Linked DNA regions of Sus scrofa: all the other regions are linked to region 1. Evidence: chromatin contacts called from public HiChIP or PLAC-seq data. All regions are on one chromosome and are shown on one strand. The core of a region is the stretch at or near the end of the contact, and the rest is flanking DNA. Distances in the headings are between cores, read along the strand shown. Region 1 overlaps LIMCH1 (LIM and calponin homology domains-containing protein 1). Region 2 overlaps LIMCH1 (LIM and calponin homology domains-containing protein 1). Region 3 overlaps LIMCH1 (LIM and calponin homology domains-containing protein 1).

The links. HiChIP or PLAC-seq counts read pairs in DNA pulled down with a chosen protein or histone mark.
Region 2: a contact with region 1 is called in an H3K27ac HiChIP or PLAC-seq map of skeletal muscle, with 5 times the contacts expected there. The contact joins two enhancer-like sites. A contact is called at or near these places in 1 of 47 Hi-C or Micro-C datasets (embryonic fibroblasts) and 1 of 2 datasets of contacts at active chromatin or transcription factors (skeletal muscle).
Region 3: an H3K27ac HiChIP or PLAC-seq map of skeletal muscle shows a contact between it and region 1. The contact joins two enhancer-like sites. A contact is called at or near these places in 1 of 47 Hi-C or Micro-C datasets (embryonic fibroblasts) and 1 of 2 datasets of contacts at active chromatin or transcription factors (skeletal muscle).

The regions. Positions count from the first base shown.
Region 1 is chr8:32,724,430-32,728,997 of Sscrofa11.1, reverse strand. LIMCH1 (LIM and calponin homology domains-containing protein 1) reads right to left here. Exons shown (of 35, transcript XM_021101157.1): 17 at 3,390-3,425. Among named protein-coding and RNA genes, the nearest start is that of PHOX2B, 120 kb to the left of the region's middle. Within about 2 kb of position 2,502, at least 10 of the 83 cell types and tissues checked have an H3K27ac peak or open chromatin away from gene starts, as enhancers often do. A contact at or near this core is called in skeletal muscle, where this site is marked.
Region 2 is chr8:32,484,867-32,489,434 of Sscrofa11.1, reverse strand. All of the region lies in intron 1 of LIMCH1 (LIM and calponin homology domains-containing protein 1), which reads right to left. Among named protein-coding and RNA genes, the nearest start is that of LIMCH1, 54 kb to the right of the region's middle. Within about 2 kb of position 2,479, at least 5 of the 83 cell types and tissues checked have an H3K27ac peak or open chromatin away from gene starts, as enhancers often do. A contact at or near this core is called in skeletal muscle, where this site is marked.
Region 3 is chr8:32,550,507-32,555,074 of Sscrofa11.1, reverse strand. The region is part of intron 1 of LIMCH1 (LIM and calponin homology domains-containing protein 1); the gene reads right to left. Among named protein-coding and RNA genes, the nearest start is that of LIMCH1, 120 kb to the right of the region's middle. Within about 2 kb of position 2,729, at least 4 of the 83 cell types and tissues checked have an H3K27ac peak or open chromatin away from gene starts, as enhancers often do. A contact at or near this core is called in skeletal muscle, where this site is marked.

The DNA.
Region 1 (4,568 bases), core at 1,253-3,752:
AATGGTTTGGAAACTTCATGGATCAAAATTCCCTTCAATAAGCTATCGAGAAAAAGACCAAAACTCATTCCATTCTTCTCTTCAGAGAGTAGAGAAGAATTTATTCCATTCTAAAAAAAAAAAATCTTACCTTTAATTATATTCAATTCAGTCAGTTCATCTTTTAAGGCAATTTACAGTCTTCATGAAGATCTTAGAACATATAAACCCTTCTGAGCTGGGACTCTCTTGTAATCTACTAAACAGTCGAGAGATTGTGGAAGAGAAAGGAGGTCCCTTCCTTCGACTTTGTCATCTATAATATTTATTTTTTAATTTTTTTCTTGTTTTTTTTTTTTAGGGCCACACCCGTGGCCTATGGAGGTTCCCAGGCTAGGGGTTGAATCAGAGCTGCAGCTGCCGGCCTACACCACAGCCACAGCAATGTCAGCTCTGAGCCGTGTCTGTGACCTACACCACAGCTCATGGCCATGCTGGATCCTTAACCCACTGAGCAAGGCCAGGGATCAAACCCTTGTCCTCATGGATACAGTGGGGTTCATCACTGCTGAGCCACGATGGGAGCTCACTGTCGTCTATAATTTTTAAAGGACAAAATTTTGGTTTAGGCTGTAAGGGTTGGCCATAGAGCAAGTCTTCTTCTGGGACCCAGGAGGAAGCTTCCTCCAGGGCGGTATTGACTGATCTCCCTCGATTGGCATGAAGATGATGGGAGCAAGGCCTTCAAAACTGCCTTCCCTGACCTGGTTTCCTATCTCTGTTCCCCACCCTACGAAGGTCTAACTACCTCAACCCAAAGATGGCCAAAAGCTGGTTAGCATAAAAAGAGAAACTCTCATTTGCCTCCTCAGATACCACCAGCAAAGTGGCCAGAAAAAGAAAGAATAAAACTATGAGCAATCCCTTTATGCTCTGTCAAATAAAGGAACTAAGCAAGTTGGGAAGTGATGATACAAGACAGAAAATGTGCTGAGTCACTATTCAGAAAATGTTCCCTCATTCAGAGGTTGGACTCAGCCTCCAAAAGGAAGTGTATGTCTGGGGACAGGGTGGGGGATCCTGGAGAAGCCTAGATTCCAGAATATTAATGACCTGCCCTAAATTGGTGCTTCTCAGCACAATAAGCCATGTCCTGGGCTGTGGGACAAGGGCCTCTGGCTGCAGGGTCTAGGAGTCTCCCTCCATGGTGGGTTGGCATTTCTGAGGGCCAGGATTAAATTACCTCCTGGGGAGCCTGGAAATTGTTTCTGGACCAAGTCTAGGGTAAGAGAATTCAGACTGAAATGGCCTCTGGCTCTCACAGTGTCCAGGCTCCACGGTGGGGACCCTTGGGAAATGAGGCTCGTGGAAGCAAAAAGAAGGGCAAGAAGGTGAAAATACATCCATGGAAACATTCTTGACTTGCCAGGAGGCGGAAATTTCTGTTTGCCTGTGTGGTAGGTCTGCCCCTGACCTGCATTTTCCTTAAAGGGCACATCTTTTTTTGATTGGGTTGTATTTTAAGAATGTGTCAATTATGAATAAACACAGACTGTGCCAATAATTGCTCTTAAAGGTTTTGAAAAGGGGAGAGACTGGGGGGATTAACAAAACCTATCACACATTTCTATTTAAAACAAACACACTCCTGTCATAAACTCTTCCTTTTGTTTTTCCCACTGGTTTCATGTAAATTGGGTCTATTCCAGGAGGAAATTCAGCCCTTTGGCTATTCCTAGATAAGACCTTTGGGAAAGAAGCTCCTTTTACTCTTCCTGCTCCTTGAGGCTGCTTGTTAAAATAAATGTAGAGGAATCCCCACCCCACCCTTTAAAAAAAACAGTAACTTTGGGTGAGGTTTCATATTCAGGTACAGGCGAAATTCAAAAGCTCTTTTTAGTGTAGCTTCTTTTCTTTCAGCTCTCAGGGTTTTTTTAGAGATCCATATTAGGCAAATTGCTTGGCAGCTCTGCAATGATGAAGAGTAAATCCATTCTATCAAAATGTTTTTGCTAACCAAATCAAAGTAGTGTTTTGCCTATCAATCTTATATAATCCTCCTTTCAGGGAATGTTAAATGCTGCCACTGTAGATTTTAAAAGTAATAACCAGGGCTCAGTTTTATAGACTCCTTAACTCCGTGCAGTCAGTCAAGCTCAGGCTGAATCTGGTTTTGAGACGTGAATGCTCAGCATTGGCCCGCAAAGCAATCATAGATCACACGTTGGAAACTGATAGCCTTGGCCCTAGAGTCAGATTGCTTCGAGCTAAAAGTACAGACTAAGCAGACAACTTGAACACAAACGTGGGAAAAAAGCACAATTCAAAAATAGTAAAGTTGTGGTCTGATCTCACTGTCACTGGAGGAAGTGCTATTTGTCTGGTCTACCCTGACGATGTCTACACTGCTATTTGTCTACACTGCTACTTAGATTCCTCATTTCGTGCCTTGGAACTAAGGCTCAGGCCAGGCAAAGGGGCAGAGGGAATGCTGGGCTTCACTCTTATGCTGGCCCAGATTCTCACAAGGCCAGCTGATACCTCTCCCAGAGGACAGACAGCGGGCTCAGCGGGCCACTGATGTTGGAATGAGACATTAATCATGTTTCTTAAAACACCAGTGACTCCAATCTGAGCAAGCTAGCACTCTGCAGAGAAACCTTCTGCCTCAGATATCAGTTTCAGGATGCTCAGCCAGTGGGAAATCCATTTGTGTAATGGAGTCAATGTGGACCCATATGGGAGAGAGTAGATGCTTCTCAAATTTGGATGTGAGGCCGGGGATGGGACTGCATCTCTGAGAGGAGCAGAGACCAAGGAGAGGCAGCCTGTGTCAGGCTGGACATCTTGACCCCTGGCCATGCCATAGAACTTGAACGAAACCACAGCGTTTTGGTCTCAAGCATCCCACAGTTTATCCTACTACAACCTGGGAGGAACTTGGGCTTCTGAATCTATCATTAGTGGTTTAGGATTTATTTTCTCAGCTTACCAAAAAAAAAATGTGGCTACGGGAAGGACTGCTTCATGGTGAACTCTAAGCCTTCACATGTCAAGAATTCAACGCCAAGTGCAAAATAGCCTTTTAACAATGCCGAAGTTCAGAAGGGCTTCCAACGTTCCAAACCCTAACAAGAACGCCTTTCACATGCCTTGTCTATGAAAAGCAAATGTTAAGTTTTAAGCAGCAGCTGCATATTAGAATCATGCTAAAGTGGCTTTTTCATTCGTCTCTCCTGCACAGAACATATGTTCTGCATTCCAACTTCAAGTGCTTTTCTGAGGCTGCACGAGTCTCTTAGCTCTTCAGTCCCCTGCTGCATTAATTGCATTTCAATTAGTGGTGAGTACTGAAAGCATGCAGTTTAGGCTAGTAATTAATGTATTCTTACTAATACAAGACAACTTACTCTGCGTCATCAGACACAGGAGTTCTCGGTCCGTATCTATAAGACCAAATACAAAGTTAGAGGATTGGCAAGACAGAAGGGTAACACTGCAACCAAGCTGGAAATAAAAACTACAAGTGAAATGTATGTGTGCCCAACCCTTTCCGCTGGTCATGCTGGAAGAGAAGTGTCATTATGCAATTAGCGATATTCATTAATTCTGAAAATGAAACCACAGTCTTGACATGTCTAAAGAATGCAAAAATTGGGAGTAAAACTCAGAGGAGAAATGAAGAGATCCCCATGCTCCCCACAAAGAAAGAATCTGTTCAAAATAAACACAAAAAAGGCTTAGGTGCAACCCACAATGTTTAGAGAAGGCAGCTTAGAAAAAGCCAAATGTATCACGGTCGTTCGCAAATGGTTGAACTGTTCTTTGCCTTTCTGGGCAGAGTAATGGGCTGTAATGGAAACCCAACATTGAAGCACACGCTTACTGACCCTCTTCCTGATGTGTTAATGCATTTGCACAAATAACATCAAAGAGAGTTTCTGCAGTTTTCTGAAAGCAAACCAGAACTCCAACCAGAACCCCAATCAGTGCCTTCCGCATGCATTTGACAAAAACCACAATTCCTAGAAAACTGGCAGCCTTAATCAAAACCAGACTTGGATGATATTCCATAACTTGAAAAAATAAAGTTTTGGTTTTTTTTTTTACAATCTTTTATAGTCTTCTGATTATTGAGATCTACAAAGCTGCACCTTCTTCGATATAGGTGTTTTCAGGTTTTTTTTTGTAGTTACGATCACATTTATTTTGTAATTTTTTGTATTCAACATAGTCCATTTATAATGTTGTGTCAATTTCTGCTGTACAGCAAAGTGACCCAGTCATACATATACATTTTCTTCCCTTATTATCTTCCTCATGTTCTATCACAAGAGATTGGCTAGAGTTCCCTGTGCTCTACAATAGGACCTTTTTTGCATATCCAGGTATTTTCAGTTTTAATGCATCTGATAAAATGAAGAAAAAGGTCAACTTAGAAAAAAAAATTGAACATTACAAGGGCATAGTTTAAGCACACTTAAAAAGAGCAGCTCCCACATATGACTGTTTCCTCAGCAAAGGGGAATTTTAAGAGAAGGTTCTTACCCACAGCGTTAAAGGCTGTTCATTCCCGCATCCTGATGGTG
Region 2 (4,568 bases), core at 1,230-3,729, 240 kb after region 1:
CCCTGCCTGGGAACCTCCATATGCCGTGGAGCGGCCCAAGAAATAGCAAAAAAAAAAAAAACTTCAACTATCATCAATATTTTAAAATTATAGTAGTTCTTAGAGCCACCACTGTCTTTTCATTTAGTTTAAAAAACACATATATTACTATATCACAAATATATTTTTACAACTTATTACAATATAACTGGTTTCCTTTGTTGTACCATGTATCTACCTTATTCCATACATTTAAAACATCTTTCTGAGAGAAGGTCCACAGGCTGCACCAGACAATCAAAGGGGTCCAGAGCACAAAGCTGGTTAAGAGCCCTTGGCTATAAGTAGGTTCCTACAGAGAAGAAAAAAATCAACAGTGGTTTAAAAAAACACTCGTGGTCCAACAAAAAGAGGATAGTAATTCTCTTGAGTTTTGCAATAAGTATGGAAAAATCAGAGAAACTGCTCACTAGTCCAGGGATGGGCTAACTCACACCTACACAAGCTCATGAACCAAGTTTGTAGCAGAAACAGAAGTACATAACTTAACCCCAAAATGTCTGGGGCCCAAATACTTCTCACTGAATCCCAAGGATGAAGGAGGAGGCAGCTGGCAGTGACTGACAGCATCAAGAGGAGGCCTGTCTGGTAGGGGATACAAGGATTTCTCTTTTTCATCACATTTTATTTAAGTGCAGCCAAGCAGAGCTATCACAACCAGGTCGAGACGTAAAGTGGTTTGAGGGCAGATTCTTCAGGGGAAGGCAAAGAGGAACCACTGATAAAAGCAAGAGCAATTGGAACTGTAAGAAATCTTTCTTTCCGGCCACACCAATAGCACAGGCCCTAATGGAAGAGCAGAAGTAAACCGAGATGATGCAAATCTTAATTGAACCAAGAGAAGCTGTAGTGAGAATGCTAAGGCTGAGTTAACCAAGACAGGAGAGCTGAATCAAATGCTGTGTCAGATGCTATCTACAGGCCCTGGGATCATAAACACGGCCTCCCAAGGAAGTCTAAGGTATCAACTGGGCCTTGAATCACCACCTCCCTTCTTTCTGGAAGGCAATACAGTCAAAATGCATTCACCTTTGGGCTATTCTGCTTAAATCAGCCCTGTCTTTTTTTTCCCTGTGCTTTCATTCAGAATTTGATTTTTTTTTTTCTGGTTTACATAAAAGGATTTTGGTAGCCTAAGATATAAAGCCCTTCCATAGCTCCATTTTCAGCAATTCCTAACACAATACTCTTTCTTAGCTATTCTAAAGCAGATTAAAGAGACACCATCATGATTTTTTTTCCTCTTTCATTTTTAAGGAATTTAAATCAAAGCAACTGCACTGGAGGAAAGGCTTTAATTAAAAGGACCAGAACTTCCAGTTAAAGAATAAGTCACAGGGATGTAATGCAGAGCATAAGGAATATAGTAACAGTATTGTGATAACTTTGTGTGGTGACAGATGGTAACTAGACTTAGTGGTAATCATTTTGTAATGTATAAAAAATACCGAATCACTATACTGCACATCTGAAACGAATGTAATATTGTAAGTCAACTCTACGTCAATTTTTGAAAAAGAGGAAATGAGTTTCCATCCTGGCTCAGCAGAAATGAATCTAACTAGGAGCCATGAGAACAGGTTCGATCCCTGGCCTCACTCAACGGGTTAAAGATTTGGCACTGCCCTGAGCTGTGGTGTAGGTCACAGATGCAGTTCAGATCTGGCGTTGCTGTGGCTGTGGCATAGGCCAGCGGCTACAGCTCTGATTCGACCCCTAACCTGGGAACCCCTGCATGCCATGGGTGAGGCCCTAAAAAGACAAAAATTAAAAATAACAAAAAGAGGGAAAAAGTAAGTAAAATCCAGGATAAACCCCTGTTGAATTTTAGCATAAACAGTTGCACACAACTTTATAATGTTTAGACTAATAAAAAGCACAGTACCACAGAAGAGGGAATCAAGTTGGCTATTACTCCCCTCAATCAACTCGTAACAAGAAAACTAACTTAACATTAGCCCTTCTGATCGGAATGAGTAAACAGGGCAATTTTCACATTGTTTCAAATTACACTGCAGCTGTAAAACCTGGCAACATTATTGAAGGAAAAGAGCCAAGAATGGACTTCTAAAGGATTACTACAGTGGTACTGTATTATGACATAATTTATAGGAACCGCCCATCGGTTAATTTCAACACAATTTCTGAACAAAAACTCAACCAATTTATAGCTATCGAATCTTTACCCTTCCTCATTTAGGTATAAATGACAGCTTTTTAGTGACAGCAAGGAGACCTAAATTGTTTATAAAGATTAATCAAATCAGTCAATATTTACCCGTTCCCCGTTTATTACTCATTATCCCTGGATACATTTTCTGACTCACCTAAATTGTGTATTGTTCAAATCTGAAATGTCATAATGGAAATAGTCTACTAGTAGCATCAATCCCCTTGACGTTCTAGGCCCAGAGGAGCCCCAAGGAAGGTTGTTTGCTGAATATTTCCTAATGCACTGATTCAAAATTCAAGCCGTGGATTTCAGATGCTCATGAGTAATAATGAATCAAATGTCATTGCTTACTAACAATGTTTGCTTTTTTTTAAATTTGGCATGAAAAATAAGCCAAGGCCTGGCATCACTACAAGATTAAGAAGTCATATCACAGGATTGCAAGGCAAGTTTCCAAGGTTAAGCAATTAAAAAAAAAAGAAAAGTTCCCCAATTGAAGTAAGCACACTCTCCCATACTGACCTACACAACCCATGCTGACCAAGACGGAGCTAGTAAATGCCATAAAACACTTTTAATCAGGATACAGATGCAGACAAATTATTCTGGGCCATTGGTTCCTGCAGCTAAAGTGAAAATCCTTAATTCGAAGACCAATTTGCTGATCATTCTTGGAATTTATCAGAGAAACATCAGGACCAATTTAAGTGCTAGAAGATTCCATAGCAATAATTGTTGGCCCAACAATTGTTCCATCTTGGAAGCTTACCTTCAGTGCAGTCCAAGTGAACTCCCAAAAGTTCAAACCATCACAGATGTTTAAGAAAGGCCTAAACAAAGTGAAGATGCTATTTCAGGCAAAAGCAACATCTATTGACTCGACTATTCTTTTTGATTCCATAGATTCACACAAGAAACAACCCTATTTAGTTTTTATTTCTTATCCATTCCCTACTTTTGCTCAGAGCAAATAGATACTACATAGTTAGCAACAGGAGAAAAAATGGAAAAGCCAACAATTTTAATGTGAGAATGTGCCTATTTTGAGAGTCAGCAGGAAGTACTGGCTGTGAGAAATTTGACAAGAAATTTGGACAAGTTTCTTGACTAGTCGGAGTCTCGGTTTCCTCATTTCTGAAATGGGATAGTAATAGGTGTCGTTAGCCTGTGATAAGTACAAAACCGCACACAGCAGTTGTGTTATACTTGCATGAAGTTAGAGAAATCCAGCTACACAGATTCCACAGGGAGTTTCTACGAGGATATCTTAGGATGAGCCTTTTACTGCACTGAGTGGGATGCTAGCATTAAAAGGTATCCCCTTTTCAATATAATTGGCCCCTTGGTGCAAATCACCTATTAATTCATGCAACACATGTATACTGATCACTCTTCCTGGCCTTGGGATACAGCAGGGAAGGAAAGCAACAAAATCCTTGGAGGTAACATTCTAAAGCTCAACTACTGGGAGCTTGGGGTTAAGAGATGCAAACTATTGCCTTTGGAATGGATTAGCAATGAGATCGTGCTGTGTAGCATTGGGAACTATATCTAATCACTTATGATGGAGCGTGATAATGGGAGAAAAAAGAATGTATACATGTATGTGTAACTGGGTCACCATGCTGTACAGTAGAAAAAAATCATATTGGGGAAATAACAATAAAAAAATTTTTTTCATAAAAAAAAAAATAAAGCGAACTGAGGAAGAGTGGCCATTAAGGTATTTCAAGGATAATTTTCATATACACATTTTCACCTTATCTACAGACTTAAAGTTTAAAACCTGATCCTGGGAGTTCCCGTCGTGGCGCAGTGGTTAACGAATCCGACTAGGAACCATGAGGTTGCGGGTTCGGTCCCTGCCCTTGCTCAGTGGGTTAACGATCCGGCGTTGCCGTGAGCTGTGGTGTAGGTTGCAGACGTGGCTCGGATCCCACGTTGCTGTGGCTCTGGCGTAGGCCAGTGGCTACAGCTCCGATTCGACCCCTAGCCTGGGAACCTCCATATGCCGCGGGGAGCGGCCCAAAGAAATAGCAAAAAGACAAAAAAAAAAAAAAAAAAAAAAAAAAAAAATAAAATAAATAAATAAAACCTGATCCTTGCGTAAGACAAGACTTGAAAGGGAATTTAAAATATCATAGGTGCTTATGGACATCCATAGATGCCCAACCAATGTTAGCCAAAGTAATTATTTTTATATGTTGCCACTAGGGAAATAAAGATGCACTTGAACAAAGCCAATACATTAAATATTGACAAGTGCCATTCATTTCTATGCTGTCTCACAGATGACTGTTTTCACACATAATCTCCTGAGTTCATGTTCTGGCAATCTGCTCATGCGTAATGCTTC
Region 3 (4,568 bases), core at 1,480-3,979, 170 kb after region 1:
AATATGTGATGTGTTCTAAGAAGTCCATGGTTATATTTTGAAAACTCCTTTTAATCAAGCCAGCCTGAGAGATGGCCTAGAATCACTGGTTTTTTGCTAAATGCTTACCAACTGGTTCTCCTGAGGTGAGGAGGGGACAAGAGCCCTGAGGCATAGGTAGCATTTGCCCATCTCCATGGTGAATATTCCCGCCGGAGCTGATTGCAAGCTCAGCCTGATGTCACTGACCGCAGAGTGTGAGGAGGAGACACACATTCTCTTCTCCCTTGAGCCATACAACCTGGCTCCCAAATACTTCTGCAAACTCACAATCTGTATTACATACACATCATGAGACTAACGGTTAACTTAATGTGTTTTAAACATATTACAATATCCATGACATTGGAGAATTATCATATAACAACTGAAAACAAAGCATATAACTATATAAATGTTTCTAAACTTGTATACACTCTTGTTTATAAAAGGCAACATCTTATAGAAAGACACAACTACTATGATGATATGAACCTATTTATTGCCTTTCTGATAGCTGTTTCTGATTCCTGGCTATAGGTAGGCAATTACAAAACAGAAGCAAAAGGTCTCCACTAGATTCCGGAAAATTGGATCAGGAACTCTAATCCTAAGAATAGGCCTTTCAGGAGTCCACATTGTGGTTCAGCAGGAATGGACCCGACTAGTATCCAGGAGGCTGCGGTTCGATCCCTAATCCCACTCTGTGGGTTAAGAATTCGGTGTTGCCATGAGCTGTGGTGTAGGTCGCACACATGGCTTGGATCTGGCATGGCTGTGGCTGTGCCCAGAAGCTGCAGCTCCTATTGGCCCCGCAGCCTGGAACTCCCATATGCCAAGGGTGAGGCTCAAAAAAAAAAAAAAAAAAAAAAAAAAAAAAAAGCCTTTCCCAAACCTTTAAAATCAAATCAAATGTAAAAAGTTTACTTTTGGAGTTCCCCAGTGGCTCAGCAGGTTAAGGATCTGGCATTGTCACTGCTGTGGCATGGGTTGCTACCATGGACTGGGTTTGATCCCTGCCCCAGGCACTTTCACATGCTGAGGGTGCAGCCAGAAAACAAACCAACAGTCCAAAGGGGCATCTTAACCACACTGCTCGGGGGGTAACAAGCTGAATAGCAAGACAGACCAGCTGCCATCTTGCTGCTGATTGGCACAGAGAGCTGTTGTTTGCAAAAGGGAGAAAGTGAAGACTAATGCTGTTTGCAACAATCAACAGCTCTATTCTTTCTTTTTTTTAATTGTTAGAACACCTGCCGCCTCAGGCTTTTTAGCCTCATCCATTATGCAACGTGTTGATGGGGATGGGACTGGGCTAAGCCATTGTACACAATGACAAACCTGCGAAAGACAGAGAGACAGACCCAGCATCTCAAAGAACAGGCAGTGATAACCCACACTTCCTCTTCGCCCTCTCGGAATTAAAAAAAAAAAAAAAAAAAAAAAATCCGCTTACACTAAAATGTATTGAATTATCATTTTATGGCATTGAGAGGAGTTAAGAGGCAAAGACAATACTTGTTTTTCACACCATGTGTTTAGGGAGATTAAATTGTTAGTTCATGAAGATTGGCCTTCACATTTACTCTTTGGCCTGCCTAAGACAGGAAATACTTGACAGAAGCATTTCCCAAAGGATGTCTCACTGAATCCTAGTTCCTCAGGATGTGAAGAAATGTGACGTAGAAAAAAAAGGCTCCACAGTCAAGTAAGTTTGGGGAATGCTACGTTTAAAAAATGGCTTGTCTTTTTTCAACTTTGAGTTTCTCAGAGCCAATAATATGCTACGGTGCACTGAGAGCCCCCAGTGGGGGATAAAACTGTGCTTCCTGATCTGTTGTACCAAGACTGCTTTGCAAGAAAATCTCCGGGGAGTGGGACCCATGTTCTGCAGAATGTGTATCAGGAAACTGATTTTCCAGCAAGCTGGTAATGCACAGCCTGGGGGGACCACACAGACCCTCACACAGGCTCTTTGTTCTCTACTGTATCGGATTCCCTGGTACCTTAAAAAATGTGAATAAGTTACCAAAAGTTAAAAGCAGAAGAGCTAGGAGTTCCCTGGTGGCCTAGTGGTTAAAGATCTGGCACGGGCACTAGGGTGGCTTGGGCTGGATCCCTAGTCCGGAAACATTTAAATGCCGCAGGAGCAGCCAAAAAATAAATAAATAAATAAAATCAATAAAACACAAGCAGAAGAGCTAATATTTGAGCAGCAACAATAAAGGTTTTTTTCTTGATTCTCCTGGGAAAAAAGGTGGGGGGGACTCTAAGAGGGCACCCTTTGCCCACAGAGTTGCCCTCTCTGTGCAGAATATTTTAAACTATGAAGGGGGTTTTAACAACGAACCATATAACGTATACAGGTTGTAATGAAGTTAAGGAAAGAAAAATTACGAGTGCACTTGCGTATAGGTGTTCAGAGAAGTGAAATGAAGCGAGAGTGGGCTATTAAAGAGGGAAGGCTTCCCCCAAAGTGAGGGTGAGCTCACCCTGGCAGGAAGAAAGGAAGGATGTGTGCAGCGCTAGAGAACAAAGCACAAGGCTGGAATCAATAAGTCATAAAAATAGATCACAGGCTGCTTCAAAATATAGATGCAAAACACACATGTTTTATTTAACCTTGCGATTTAATTGAGGAACACAGTGGTCGGGAATTTTAACAATCACATAGCTCTGAACCATAGACAGGATCAAATCAAGGCACTTGGCCATTAAATCCAATCTCTAAGAGGATAAACACTAGCTATTTCTTAGTTATATGACTAAGTGATTCCCCAAACAATTCCCATCAAATGCCAGGTGCAAAAGCAATTACGTCAAATTCCTTGCCAGTTCCACAGACCTAGGGTAGCAGGGCCTCCGAGAATCAGTGAACCCGTTCAAAAATAATTCTCAAGCCTCAGAGATCCTATTACTAAGAAGCAGAAATAGATTTTCAAGGGCTCACTTTGAAATATTAAGCATTGTTCCACCCAGATCTTTCCACCATCCTAGAACATTTATTAAAAACCAATTCAAAGTGAGTCAGCATCTAAAATAAAGCTTCACCTTGCCCGAAGTCACGAGGCATGGTGCTTAAACTTCACCATTAGCACAATTCACAAAAACAAAACAGAAAAAAAGGATACAAAAATATTTTCTTACTCAGGAGTTAGATCTAAGATATGATAGGAGCTCAAAACACATTTCTTCATCTGAGTTAAGGTTTCACTGTTGCTCTTCTTTAATTTCTGTTATTTTTGACATCATGACTCTTCCACTATTTCTACTGTCAACTCAAACCCCCACCCCTAGACTTGACTAGTCTTCCATCTTTATTTTCAAAACAATGTCTTATTTTGGAAACACTAACATCCTCAGACACACACACACAAAAAATCACTCTCCAAAATCTCAGGAGCTACCAGAATCTTCTCTAATCTTGGCACCTGTTTTTCTACCTCTAAGCAAAGAATTGCCTCTCTTTCTTTCCGAGCAAGTCCTTCCATTCCAGGCCCTAGTTCCATCCCAGGCCCTTGTTCCCTCCCCTCTGACTTCCCCTCATCCCTCACCAAGCTAGGGGATCCCCAACAACCTCTTTGCATGGGGCAGTCTTTATTCAAAGGTTTCTACGTGTTTGCCCCTGCCCCAAGTTCAAGTACCAGCTTGAATCTGCTATCCCTGTGTGAATTCGCCACACACATCCACACCTCTTTGCATTTGCTCATGCCATTTACGCTCTCTGGAATGCCTTCGCTCCTTATTTAAGTCCAATCCCATGTCCAAATCTCAAGACACAGATACTCTAAGATTTCCCTAAAGTACTCATCAGCCTCTATGTCCCTTAGTAAACCAGGTCTGTCTCCAACTCCCAAAGCACCTGCTTTTTTTTTTTTTTTTCTTTTGTCTTTTTAGGGCCACACAGGCAGTATATGGAAGTTCCCAGAGGTTAAATCAAAGCTACAGCTGCTGGCCTACACCACAGCCACAGCAACATGGGATCCAAGCCGAATCTGCGACCTACACCACAGTTCACGGCACTGCTGGATCCTTGACCCTCTGAGCAAGGTCAAGGATCAAACCCGAGTCCTCAGGGATACTAGTCAGGTTCATTACTGCTGAGCCATGATGGGAACTCCTGAGGCAGGTACTGGATTGGATAAGAAGGAGAGCGTAGTCAACTCCAGATGAGTAGATATGGAGAAGCAGACGGGGATGGATGTGTACTTTAGAAAGGGCACAAGCTAAAGGAATGATCCCTGTGGGCGGAAAAAAAAAAAAAAAAGAGGGCAACGAGATAGGAAAGAGAGGGATGACAACCGACGGAGCAAAGAGTAAATCTTTGAACAGGTGACCGGGTGGAGATCACTGGGCAAGGTCTGGCCTTGGATATGCAGAGAGAGATATTCGTTGCAACAGGAAGGCAAAGTCATGGGTGCAGATGCAACGATAAGTCTGATGGTGAATGGATTCGCAGTTCTCATCAGACTGCTTTTAGACGCCATCTGTTGAGCGTGAGAAAAGGAGAAAAACATAACGAAGGGAGCTAGTGAACTGATATATGGGTA